2 separate regions of the Mus musculus genome follow, and region 1 is linked to region 2. Evidence: chromatin contacts called from public HiChIP or PLAC-seq data. All regions are on one chromosome and are shown on one strand. Each heading gives the region's core, a stretch centred on a gene start, on an enhancer-like site or on the middle of the called end of the contact. The rest is flanking DNA. Distances are from core to core; before and after follow the strand shown.

Region 1 (7,078 bases), core at 979-3,478, 39 kb after region 2:
GGGCCTGCAATCCATCTGTATGGTCCATAGCCAAAGAGAAGGAAGTAGGGGTGCGAAGGAGGAAGGTCGGGAGAAGGGTGGGTTTGTTTCTCCAGCCTATCCCTTGAGACTGAAGATGCCTTATGTAAGCCCCACCCATCCTGTTCCTGCATTATAGTTCACTGGATGTGTGGTGGTATATGAGCTGGGCCCCTAATTCTCTTAACACTTAAAAACGACCGCTTGCCTACAGCCGGACCTCTAAGGTTCATCACTGGCTGTGAGACCTGGGACATGTTGTTTGGCCTTTCTGAGCTTCAGTTTCCTGAAAATGAAGACACTGCATGTGTTTGTGAACTCAGCAAGGCTGGGGAAAGTCCTTTCTAGTGATCTGACGCTGCTCCTTAGCTGTTCTGCCAGGACAGTTTTTACAGCAGAGAACCCAGTCAGAACACAGCAGGCCCCTAACCATACCCTCTCCTCCAAAGACTTCTGCTCCTCAGTAGAGACCTCCACTCTTCATTGCCTCTTAGAAAGCAGCCCTGGTCCTCCTGCCTCCGGCCTGCTTAACCTTATTTATCCTACTGTCTGCTTCCTGGAGAAACTCAGATTTCCTAGAGTGGGCGTTAAGCTTTCATTTTTTAAAACAACAGTTATTCGTGTGTGCCCTCACATGCCACAATCCACAGTGTATGTGTGCACATTAGAGATAACTTGTTGGTGCCAGTTCCCTCCTCTCAGAAGCAGGGACCAGCCTGGCTGCTCTGGGCTGGTGGCCATGCCTTTCTTACTTAGAACAAGGTTGCCTAGCAATAAGCTGCTGAGACCAGAAATCTGTGTCATCTGCTTCCAGTTCAACCACTCACCACCTGGGGGACTTTGCTCACAGGCCTCATTAAAGCCATCTAAGAAATGGGCACATGGGTGGCATGATGCCACCCTCACAATGGCTGAACATCATGAGGCAGGCAGGGGGAGTAATATAGGTTGTGGGCCTGATTACTGTGGACTCAAGTAGACTAGTTAACTGAATACTCAGCAGGTTGCTATCCCGTGCCCAGACATGTACAGCAGATTAATGGACAGATGGCAGGTGCTTGGGCACACAGACAGTCTAGAACACTCAGAAGCAGCAATACCTGTCCCAGCTACGAGCATCCCTTCCTGAGGGGAAGTGGGAGTCACCTTAATTGCTCCCCAGAGAAGCTTGGACATCCTAGTGGGGTTGTTAAGTATGCATAGATGAAGGCAGTTGTTGTTGTTGTTGTTTTGTTTTTTGTTTTTAACATACAACACTTGGTGTGAATTTGGAAGACATGGGGAGGTTAAAGACAATTTGCTGGAGTTCTTTTGTTCCATTGTGTGGGTCTGGAGGATCAAACTCAGGTCATTCCCCCCACCTCCACCCCCACCCCCACCCCCAGGCTCCTGGGTATTTGGCTGGCCCACTTACTCCTAAAAACCTTCTGCACACTGATGCTTGGCTGGCCTGGAGTTCCCAGGAAGGCAGTATCCCCAGGAGATACTGGCACTTTGAGGGCAGGGACTTGGATTTATCCTAGGTGCCTACTTCTGGAACTGTACTGGGCACTATTTGTACACTGTACTATTGTACACACTGATATATATATATATATATATATATATATATATATACATATATACATATATACATATATACATATATATATATATATATATATATATATATATATATATATATATATATATATATATATATATAATATGAATGACAACATCTCATGTAGCCCAGGCTGGCTTGGAATTTGCTATATAGCCAAGAATGAATGAATTTCAGACATTTTTGCCTCAGCCTTCCTAATTCAGAGATTACAGGTGCCCAATTTCCCTAGTGCTGAGATTAGGAAAGCATGCTATCAACTGAACTTCACCTCCTGCTGCACTCTGTGAATGGGTCAATTTCGGTCCTGCGAGGGCTGTGAGAGGAGCAATGTCAGCTGATGAGGAATCCATGGGTGTGGGGAAGGGTCCACGAATTGGTTACCCAGCGAATCTGCATCTTATAAAGTCTAGAGCCCGCGCAGAGGGGTTCAGTGCCCAGGGTTTGGAGTCTGAGGCTCAGTCTTCCAACCTGAGTTGGACGATCAGGCACCCAGGCTGGGAGCGCGCCCCCGGCGCCCCCTAGCCTGCGTGGCGGCCGCGCGCACGGGCGCAGGGGGCGGCGCGGCCCCGCGGCGGGGAGGGGCGGGCGCGCGGGCGCGCGCAGAAGCGGCGGCTGAACCAAGCGGACTAGCTGCGGCCGCAGCGCCGCCAACTCGCGTGTGACCCGCGCTCCGCCCGCCGCCGAGAGAGCCGCCAGCGCCGGTGAGTGGCCTGGGACCAGCGAGGGGCGCGGGCCAGGGCGTGGGACTGTCACCCGAGGCGTTGTGGGCGCGCGCGCGTGCCCGGGGAGTCGGCGGGGACGCCCGCAGGAGGCCGAGGTGTCCGCGGCGGGCTCCATCCGCCCAGCTGCGCGGGAGTGCGTGCGTGTGCACATCAGGGGCCCGGGCTGTGAGTTTGGGGTGGACCAGTGCGGGTGGACGGGCTCGGCTTCGGTTTATCCGTTTATCGAGTGTTTACCGTGGATGCCAAGGAGTACGTGTGCCCACGTGTCTGAACGTTCCCGAGTGAGTGTGTGCACACGTGCACGGGCAAAAGTGTACAAATTCCATACGAGAGTGTGTTTAGGATCCAGACTGTGCACTCCACACTGCAGGCCGGTGTGTGTGTGATGTGCCGGCTGACCCTGTCCAGAGAGGGTGCTGGGCCGGATTCTGTGAGTCCGCAGATCCCCAGGTTCTGACTTTGGTTGGAAGCCTCTTAGCCCGGCCTTGGCAGAACTCTGCATGGCCACGCAGGCTGAGGAGGGGGCTGCGCTGAACTTGAATTGAGGTTTTCTAAATATGTCTTAGTTCCCTGGCTTTGTTCGTGGCTGTCTCTAGCTAGGCCAGATTTGGACTCTGTTCCCCATACCTAGGGGTTAGGCCCTAGGGAGACCCAGGGCCCCAGATACTTGTCCTCTCTGCCTGCTCCTCTAAGTTAATCATATTTCCCTGATTTAACCGAGCCCCAGAGGGCCATAACAAATGGGTGACAGCATGCTTGGGACACATCCTCTAAGGGCTGTCCGTGAAGTTTTGATTGACAGTTTGTGCATGTGTGTTTGAAAGTTTTAACTGCGTTAGAGCAAACTTTAGAAAGTTTATGTACAAAGTTTCACTCCACTTGCAAAATGCAGGGTGACTTTTTGAGGGGAAAATGTCCTCACAGGAGCCTGGTGTGTGTAAAAGGGCATGTTAAAAACCCTATTGCTAATGGGAGAAGAATTTCATTGAATGGGTGCCTGACTCCCAACAGGAGAAACTTAACCAGTGAACTTTGGACATCGTCGTCCAGAAGACAAAACCTGGAAGGAAACAAAAAAAGACCCATGTTCATTTTTTTTTTCCTCTTTGTCCCGAAAACTGGAGAAGAAAAAATATCCCCACCTTCTGGACGTGTTGAAACTGTTCCCCTCCCCCACCGGGGCCAGGCTCTCCCTGGATCCCCCACCCCCAAATAAAATATGCCTGTGGGGAGCGGAGGAGTGAGTCACTCTCTGGCAGAGGGCCCCACGGCAAACATTTGGGAAGGTTCTTGCTTAACTTCCCAGAAGAAAAGGCCCGGGATTTAAAATGGTCCCTGTGGTTGTGAGCCTCCGAGCCCCGTCTGCTTCAGAGATGACTACAAAAGTCATTTGCTGTCTTTTAAAAAGCCCAAGTCTCAGACTTAAGCATTGTCCAGGATTTAGAGCTGTTTAGGTTTCCAGAAATGGAGATGCTGGCTTTCCCAGGTGGCATATGGTGTGGGAAAGGAAGAGGGTAAGCAGCTGAATCGTTTACAGAGTACCTACTGTGTGCTGAGAGGTTCTTGGGGTCCTTAACTCTCCTGGATTCCACTCTGTTTTTGGGTTTGTGACCAAGGCATCTGACTCATAGAGAAATCAAACCTGTGTCCCAGGCCACCAGGGAAAGGGTAGTAGCCGAAGTCTGAGCCACCTGCCTGCCTTCTAGGCCTTCCTCCTTCATTGGGCCCAGGACTTGACATTTGACTTCCTAAGCTGTACAGCCTGGGCACTGAGGACTTGAACATTCCTGTCCTCATTAGGGCTCACCATAAGTCAGAGGTTATTGTCTCTATTATACGAGGAAACAGACACTAGCAGAGATGAACTGGCTGGCATAGTTTGGGAAGGTAGCACCACGACCCCGGTCCCCCATGATTAAGGATGCACCCTGTGCTGGGCTTGGTGCACAAAGTTTGAAGTTATTTTTCCTTTTCCCCACCAACACTGTTAGATGAGCACTGTTACAGTGTCCATTCTGTAGATGAAAAAACTGGGACACAGAGAGGCTATAGAATAGCGGTAGACCCAGAATTTGAACCCAGACTTGTCTGGACAGAGTCTATAGTCTCCCCATGAACTTGTAAAGTCCAGGTAAGTTGATAGATGGCAAAGTCAGGATTTAAATTCGTAGCTCTGATTCTAGGACGGGCTGGCTACCTTTATTGTGTTTTGTTCTTCTGGCCTGTTGTAAAGCCCAGCGATTTATGACAGGCCATGTTTTGCAGACCAGCCTGTTTCTAGAATTTGGGGCTAGGTCTTCCCAAAGACTGCTGAGCCACCAGAGTGAAGGTACTTTCCAAGTGCCAAGGATGGTCAAACCACTGTCAAAAGTAGAATAATACAATATTTCTCTCCTCTTTTCAGGTTGGACCAAGGAGGGAGGTGAGGGTGGAGGACTTGGTGAATCATTCAAGATTAGATATGGGTTACAACCAGGTGTGGTGGCTCACGCCCATAATTGTGGCTGAGGCAGGAGGATTGCTTTGAGTTCTGGGCCAGCCTGGATTTACATAGCAATTACCACATGTCCCAGGATTACACACCAAGATCCCATTTAAATAAATAAATTGATTAAATAAACACATAGATATAGGTTGGAGACAAAGCTGGACATGGCCCCAGGAAGAGCCCAGCCCCTGACCTTGTAGGGAGATGGAGAGTGATCTCAGATCCTTACTCTCCGTTCTGAATCTCTGACACAATCACTTCTGCAAAGACTCCTTGTCACCTGTCATTCAGAACTGGGTCCACCAGTTCACTTCCTCATTTACTTCCGTTTCTGGTGTTTCAGAAGAGGACTGTGTGTAAGTAAGGACCTGCGTGGTTGGGGCTCTGCCTGCCCAGCACTAACAGGAAAAGGTTGCTCTCTCCCTTGCAGGAGTGTCGTTTGCAGAGTGCTTTGCGATGCGATGCCTAAATGTAAGGTGTGAAGTAATAGATGGTACAGGGAGGCGCAGCCACGGTTCTGGCATTGATAGATTCCTCCCCATCTGGCCTGTGACTTGCGGAGGTAAAAATAGGCCTTGTTCTATGTTTTTATTTATCCAATTTAATTTTTGCTGATGTCATCATAGGCAGCAAAGTGCATATACTTGGGAGTTTGCTGATCCTTAGGACTGGGGCTCTGGAGCAGGGGGATTGTGGAGGGGCCATTGAGGGTGGTCTGGGTTTCTGTAAAGGGTTCTGAAGTTTTTGAGTGGATGATCTCCTAAGTTCTTAGCTTAGTTCTGTCACCCAGGTAAATCTTCTGTCTGTCCTTCCTTCCCCCTTCCTTCCTTCCTTCCTTCCTTCCTTCCTTCCTTCCTTCCTTTCTTCCTTCTTTCCTCCCTCCTCTTTCTTTTCTTTCTTTCTTTTTTTTTTTTTTAAGCTTTCTCCATTCCTGTCTGAATTTGGTGACACACTCATAATCCATCTTCAGGATAAACTTGTAGCCTTCTCAGACCCAAGGCCCAGACAGAAGTCATATTTGGACACATCCGTTAGCAGTCTAATATCCTGTGCCATTAATCCTGGGAACTTGAACTTGAGCATGTGATCTGGCAGTGTGACATCTGTCACTCCAAGAGGACTTGCTGTGTGACTACAGCCCCACACATACTGGGGACTCCAGTTCTGGATTTTAACCCCCCACAGGCAACTTCTCACGTGGTCTGGCAGCTGAGGACCTGCTCTCCTAGGCAGGTTCTTGGACTGTGCTGGTTAGAAGCTCAACACCCCCTAAAACCCTTGTTCACCACCCCTGGAGCTGTGCCCTGAGGGGGCCGTCAGATTGCATGTGGGGGCCACTGGATTCATTTAGTTCCAAGGGCTTTACCCACAGGGAACTGTTCTTTCTCTTAGACTTCTATGTGCTGGTGACCTCATAGAAAAGAAAAAGGGGGCTTTGTGTAGGAATTCCAGCGAGTGTGAAGGAATGCCGACAGGGAAGGGGCGGGTAGTTGCTGTGGGAAGCCTTAGGCGCCTGCCTTTTCCCCAAATTGTTTAACCCTCACACTTCAAAATCAGTGTGGCTCTTTTAAGGGGAATCCTCCTTTGTCTCCCTGACATCCGAGAGGCTCCTGGGTTGTGCCTTACACTCTGACTTCTCTCTCATTCTTTCATGACCCATTTACTAACACCTATCCTTCGGCCCTTTAAGCTGGGGATTTCTGGGAAGGACTCTATCTGCAAAGGGGCATCCTTACTTTCCAATGACCTGCTCTGATGATGTTCAGGGTCTCGCAGTGCCAAGAAGAGCAAATCACCAGAGCATGGGGTGGAGATGAGCACAGGAGGCTACCTAGGCTGAACTTCTGGGATTGGAAACGGCCCAGTTATCCATTTTACAGAATGGAAACTGAGGCCCTGAAAGGGCGAGATACTCATAGTCAAAATAAGAATATGTGCCTTGTGGGCGTGTGAGTGGTCAGTGGGTCACAGCATTCCAAAGGTCTTGGGTTCCGTTCCCAGCACCACTACTCCAGTTTCCAGGCATCTGATGCTGCCCTCTTCTGGCCTCAAAAGGCCCCAGGTACGGATGTGGTGCACAGACATACATGCAGACAAAATATCCAGACAGATAAAATTTAAAACAAAGAATTTGTCAGATACAGTAGACAGCAGTAGTTTGGAAAGAGGCTGGATTTCAATGCTGGAGTGGCCCTGTGGCATCTCAAGACAAGGTTTGGAGATCTGTGTTTGTTTTCTTCCTAC
Region 2 (6,707 bases), core at 2,581-5,080:
AGACTCTGGTCTACAGAGCAAGTGCCAGACAGCTAGGGCCGCATAGCAAGACCTTGCCTTTAAATAAATAAATAAATAAATAAATAAATAAATATTGGAGAGGTGGCTCAGTGATTAAGAGCACAGAATGTTCTTCCAGAGGACCTGGATTCACTTCCCAGTATCCACATGGCAGTTCACAAAACACCAATGCACGTGACAATAAATAAATAAACACAAATAAAATGTAAAAAAAAAAAAAAACCCAAAACCAAACACTAGCTCTTACTCTCTTGTTCCTCTCTTGTTCTTCCCTTTTTGCTCCCACTCCGTTCCTTCCTCCACTCCCCCTTGTGCTCATGGCTGGCCTTTACTCCTCTACTCTCTCTGCCTTTCTCTGCCTCTACTACCATTGTGACTCCCCTCTCCATGCCCTAATAAACTCTGTTCTATACTAAAAACAAAAAAACAAAAACAAAAAAAACAAAAAAAAACCAAAAAACCAAACCAAACCAAACCAAACCAAACCAAAAGCCCAAAAAAACAGAAGAAAAAAAACCCACTAAAGTAGGCAGAGGTTACATCTTGGTTCCCAATAAGGGCAGAGATGTCACTCAATAGCAGACAGTCTGACCCAGGGTTCATGTTTTGGAAAAGTACCCCCCCACACACAATCATGTCTGTTTGAATCCATCCCTGAACCCTGACATTTTTCATCTGTATGGTACCTCTGACAACCCCTGTCTATTGTGTCCCTGTCATTGATGAAGTTGTTCCAGAAAGAAACTGTGAGTGTGGCTGTTGTGAGGTGTTGATCACCAGAGATGTTAGTAGGAAGCAGGAGCCGGGAGGGGGCAACTGTAGTGTACTGAGGAGCAGAGATTGGACCAAAGAGCAATTTTAGTTCAAGCCCTCCAGAAAACTCTAGGAAGGAGGGAGGTCAGGTGGAACTGCATAGACTCTGGACCAAGTAGCTGATGTACTTCTGGGGCACTGGCCCCCAGGACTGTTAGCATGACCCAGCCAGAGCTGAGCACAGCCCTGTGGCCAATGATAGCCTTAGGCAGAGGCAGGGCCTAAGATTCTGGGGATGGGGGTGGGGGCATACACACCCCATCAGCCCCACCAAGAAACAATTTAAGGGAGAAAGGAGTTACTTATCCTTAAGGTTTGAGGGATAAAATCCATCATGCAGAAAAGGCAGCTTTCCTTGGGAAACACAAGCTACACCCGCACAGGTGTCTGCTTATGAACCAGGCAGTGACTCTCATCCTCCTGCACATCGCTTGGCCTCCAGGGCTTTCCAGAACCTTAGTGCAAGCTCCTATAGCTATCTTACTCTTGCATTCTGTGTGTTCGCAAAACCAGCACCTTGTGAGTGATGCCACCCTAAGATGTAGCTTAGATTCTCTGCACTATTTCTCCTGCCTGTGTTTCCACAGTGCTGGGATTATAGGCACACTCCCCCACATCCAGCCTTCTGAACACTGTAAACCACCTCGACATAACTACTCACACCCAAAACTGTGAGTTCCATACACAGCATAGGTAGGCTGTGTGGTTTAGGAAATAATGCCTTGGCCATGGTGGCACATGCCTTTAATCCCAACACTCAGGAGGCAGAAGCAGGTAGAGATCTCTGTGAGTTTGAGGCCAGCCTGGTCTACACAGTGAGTTTCATGACAGCCAGGGTCACACAGACAAGCCTTGTCTCAGAAACAAAACAAACAAAAATAATGGAGAGAAAGAAGTTGAAAGTGTTCACTACAGATGTGGGATTTTCTTTTACAAATATTTAATCCACGTCTGTTGATCTTGCTGATTAGGGTCATTAGACTAATGGTGTTTGTCTCTCTTTCTCTATCCCTCCCTTCTTAATTTATTTCTTCTCTGCCTCTATACCTCCCTAGTTCAGGAACAAGATCAAGCCTGCTTGCTTGTCTGTTCCTTATCCTATCTTTCTGTCTGTCTGTCTCTCTCTCCTAATCTCTCTTCCTCTCCTCCATGGTTTGTCTGTGCCATGGTCTCTTACCCTGTCCCTTCCCCTTATAAGCTTGTGACCTGGACTTTGCTCTGCTGTTCCATTTGAATCTGGCCAAATACAGCCACCTCAGTCCAAGCCGCATATCTCACTTCAAATACCCAGCCAGGAAGGAAGCCCAGCACTTCTGCATCCCAATGCCCAGGGAACAGCTGGAATCTAGGTCCATTTCAAGTCTAACCAACTGTTATCAAGAGATGAGAGAGAGGAGAGACAATATGGCTCCCAGCGCTTTACATAGAGGAGTAGGGTCTTAGAAAAGTGATGTTGAGAGCCATCCAGAAGGACAAAGAATGACCAGCAGGACCTGGTCAAACATGGGTTTTGACTGCAGTTCCAACTCTGGTCTCCCCCTTTTGTCCATGATCATTTGAACCTCAGGACAGTGGCTGAGGCTCAGGACTTGGGAAAAAACACTTATTGGGAGCCATGTGGTGATCTTCCGGGATCCCTGAGTTTAAGGCCCAATTATTTTTTAAGCTTGTCTGGGAAAGTTGGACAAGTCCTTGATTTCTCTGAATAGTTTTATCATCTGCAAAACAAAAATCTGGGTTCTCACAGCTGTGATATTTTAGGACCTAATCTAGCAGCACATCCCAGCTGGTCTGGATTGTCACCTGCTGGGTGAGTGCTTCCTTCCCATCTCAGCACAGAAACAGTATTGAAGGGTCTGGGCCTCCCAGGGAGGAAGTGGAACCAGGGGCCTCTGCATCCTACACACACACACACACACACACACACACACACACACACACACAATTGAAATCTCCACTGATGTGGCCTCTGCCAGTGACTCAGTGCTTGCCTTATCTGATTGTCAGGGTCGGTTCCTAGAAGTTGAAAGTCATTCTTCTACAGTCATTGCCACAACTTCGTACCACGAGGCAAGTTCTAATTCTGTCTCTCCGCCACAGAATTGGGAGGACGAAGGTGACAATGCTTGGGGTTTTCCAGGAAAAGTCTGGGCTGTAAGTCTGAGGGCCAGGCAAGACACCAAACAGTGAGAGACCAAGGACCAGTCAAGTCACGGGGACAGAACAGACCTGTGGAGAGAGCAATGGAGACAAGCTCTGGGCTCTGCCAGCTGGCCTGTGGGACCTGGGACTTCTTAGTCAGGTGCCATCCTCCAGATTTCACTTTCCAGAGTAACTGCTAATGTGGCTCATACAGTGTCTATACCCAGCCTAGAGGGTAACTAGACAGAGGGCAGAAATCAAGTTGGAGAGTGGGTCTGTTGTATCACCTGTCATGTCTAATCTTTTGACATTGAGACGTGACTTGGTCATCTAAAAACTTCACACTAAAGAACCATGCAACCAAGGTCAAACACACATACACACACACATATACACACACATGCACAGATATGCATAGACATGAACACATGCACAGTCACACATTCATCCTTGTACACCACGTGGGTACACAAACACATGTGCTCACGCATGCACATGAGAGTACACACACGCACACACACATGCATACACACCTTCAAGTTGCCCTGCTAAAGGGCCTAGAAGCTGTGGGTAATTGCCTGACATATGCAAGTCCTTGGGTTTAATCTTTATCTCTGTGGGGGTGGAGTAGGGCTAAGTAGGTGTTGTGACCTTACAATGCCTATGCACTTTGCATGCTACTTAGTCATTTCATCTTGACAATATGTTAGGTGACTGCTGTTCTATTCCTCCATTTCACAGAAAAGAAAACAGAAGTATGGAGATGGTGAGCCACTACATAGTAAATCACTGTACAGTGAACTCTATGAGGGCTGCTGATTCATCAAGGCATGTGCTTGCATTCAGCAAACATGCTCAGTGTGTGAAGGGTCACCCCACATGTGTGCACAGGAAGGAAACCTTTGATGGCAGTGTTCAGAGCATGTGACACTCAGTAGAAATGGATTCATTCATGAGCAAGTGACAGGAAGGGGACAAGAATAAGAAGCCTTTCTATGCCACCACAAGTAACTGTGTGACCTAGCCTGGCCACAGTCACCTTCCTCTGTGAAATCCCCTCACACTAACATCTCCCCCATTTAGTTCTTCCCTTCTGCTTAAGTTCTGCCATTACTGTATTTCCCTAGTAAATGCCTTCATTGACTTCCAGTCCATCTGCCCCGAGGTGATTGGCTCAGCCCTCACCTTATCATATTTTACAGATATCACATTTACTCTATTTACCAATACAGTGCCAAGACTGGATAACAAGTAGAGCCAACCAGGACCAGTTTTATGTGGGCTAAATCAGCAACATTGGTTCATACCACAAAATTCCCATGCCCCAGTGTAACTAGCTGAAGAGTGGGAACAGGCACAGTCAAGGCCCCCACCCTCACCCACACTCCAGGAAGCCCCTGCTCCCACCCCACTTACTCTGGTCTTTTAAAGCACAATTTAAGGATGATGAGCTTTGTATGTATTTGGGGGAAATCCTTAATTTTTCCTAGAGGTTTAAAAAAATAAAATAAAAATGCTAAGCCAGGCGGTGGTGACACATGACTTCAATCAGTTAGAGTACTCCAGAGGCAGAGACAGATGGATCTCTGTGAGTTCAAGGCCAGCCTGGTCTACAGAGCTAATTCCACTACAGCCAAGACTGCACAAAGAAATCCTGTCTCAAAAAACCAAAGTAGCCGGGCGTGGTGGCGCACGCCTTTAATCCCAGCACTCAGGAAGCAGAGGCAGGCGGATTTCTGAGTTTGAGGCCAGCCTGGTCTACAAAGTGAGTTCCAGGACAGCCAGGGCTAAACAGAGAAACCCTGTCTCAAAAAAACAAAACAAAACAAAACAAAACAAAACAAAAACAAAAAACCAACCAACCAACCAAACAAACAAACAAAACAATCCCAAGCAAGCAAACAAAAACAAAACAAAAGAAAAATACAAAAAAACAGTGGTTAGTAATTCTGAGCAGAATGATAGCTAACATGTCTTCCAACCCTGAGGGAATGTCCAGTACTGACCTCCATCTAGCCTTTCTGGTTTAATATCTTGGAGCTTTAATTCTAGGGCTGGGGAAATGGTACAGTTGGTAATGTGCTCATGACACAGGCCTGAGGATGAGAGTTAGGATTCAGCAGCCATGTAAAATAAAACCAGCTCAGTACACTTGGGAGGCAGAGGCAGGTAGATTTCTGAGTTTGAGGCCAGCCTGGTCTACACAGTGAGTTCCAGGACAGCCAGGACTACACAGAGAAACCCTGTCTTGAAAAAAACAAAAAAAAAAAAACAAAAAAAACCCCAGCTCAGTAGAGCCTGCAATCCAGGTCTGGGAAGGCAGAGAGAGAAAGGATTCTTAGGTCTCACTAGCCAGTCAGCCTTGTCAAGTTGATGAGCTCCAGGTTCAGTGAGAGATCTTGCCTCAAAGAATAAGATGCAGAGCAACTGAGTAAGACATTCTCTATCAACCTCTGGTCTCCAGATGCACAGACACGCATACCCACCCCCAACACACACAGGATGTATAAACACACACACACGCACACACATACACACTGAGAGGAATGTCTACACAGCCATACACTATACAGACAAACATACAATGAGTTTCGGTTAGTTAGTTACTTAGTAGGTTGGTTTGAAAAAAGGAAGGTTTCCTTTTAATCATTGTGACTGTGCACATAGAGATGCAGAGTGTCATGGAACAGGACAGGAGAGGTCTGAGGACAAATTCATGGAGTCAGTTCTCCCCTTCCACCTTTGTATGATCAAGGATTAAACTCAAGTCACTAGGCTTGCACGGCCTCGGTGGCCCAAAAGCATTTTAAGCTCAAGTTCTTAGAGATGACTTTAAGAACAGCTTTAGGCTTACAGGAAAAGGACCAAGAGGTACATAGAATGCCTAGGTATTCCCCCAGCCACCACCCCACTATTCCCATACTGACTAATCTCTGACTACATGTTGTATTTGCTTCAGCTGACAAGCAATATGGAAACACACTCATTAACTAAAGCCCACCGTTTATGTGGGATCCACCCACCAGGTTGCATGTTCTATATGTCACAAAAACATATAATGACTAATGGATACAAATTTAATATATTCATTATGAGTAACCCCTGATGGTAAATAGCAGTCATTACAGCATCATGCAAATCAGATTCACTGCCCAAGTCCCCTGGGTCCGACCTCTGACAGCCACAGACTATTTTACTGTCACTATGGTTTTGTCTCTCCCAGGATTTCATAACGCTGGAATTATAGAACTAGAGCCTTTTCAGACCTATCTATTTCAATTAGTAATTTGCATTTATTCTTTCTCTATGTCTTTTTCATGGCTTAATTTCTGTTGCTATAATAACGTCATTACTATATAAGTATACATTATATAATATACATAAATACGTAATATATAATGTACCTAGGTAAATTTTCTCTTGTAATCATTCTTTGTGTACATGTATACATGTTCATGTGTGTGTGTGTGTGTGTGTGTGTGTGCACATGTGTTGAGATTAGAGTTTGTCTTCTGAGATAGGGTCTCTCAAAACAATAAGCAGTTTAGGGAAGGAAAGGGTTTATTTGGCTTGCAGTGGTGGGTTTGAGTTCATCACTGAGGGAAAGTTAAAGCAGGATCTAAAATAACTAGTCATATCATATCTACAATCAAAAACATAGATAAATTAATACAGCCATTCTCTCTTCTTGCACTATGCTTATTTACTCTTCTACAGTCCAAGGCCCTTTA

Evidence for each region. HiChIP or PLAC-seq counts read pairs in DNA pulled down with a chosen protein or histone mark.
Region 1: a contact with region 2 is called in a BATF HiChIP or PLAC-seq map of CD8 T cells, with 129 read pairs. The contact joins the promoter of Nek6 here to the enhancer-like site in region 2. A contact is called at or near these places in 1 of 39 promoter capture datasets (hippocampal neurons), 1 of 15 datasets of contacts at CTCF or cohesin (CD8 T cells), 19 of 484 Hi-C or Micro-C datasets (B cells, LSK cells, Th1 cells and 13 more), 13 of 115 datasets of contacts at active chromatin or transcription factors (CD8 T cells, the HPC-7 cell line, bone marrow-derived macrophages and 6 more) and 4 of 9 other capture datasets (adipose tissue, bone marrow-derived macrophages, liver and 1 more).

Annotation. Positions count from the first base shown.
Region 1 is chr2:38,509,469-38,516,546 of GRCm38.p6, forward strand. It overlaps Nek6 (NIMA (never in mitosis gene a)-related expressed kinase 6), which reads left to right and starts at 2,229. Exons shown (of 10, transcript NM_021606.3): 1 at 2,229-2,325.
Region 2 is chr2:38,469,146-38,475,852 of GRCm38.p6, forward strand. All of the region lies in intron 2 of Gm39799 (a long non-coding RNA gene), which reads right to left. Among named protein-coding and RNA genes, the nearest start is that of Gm25081, 7.8 kb to the right of the region's middle. Within about 2 kb of position 3,831, at least 81 of the 459 cell types and tissues checked have an H3K27ac peak or open chromatin away from gene starts, as enhancers often do. A contact at or near this core is called in CD8 T cells, the HPC-7 cell line, LSK cells and 10 more, where this site is marked.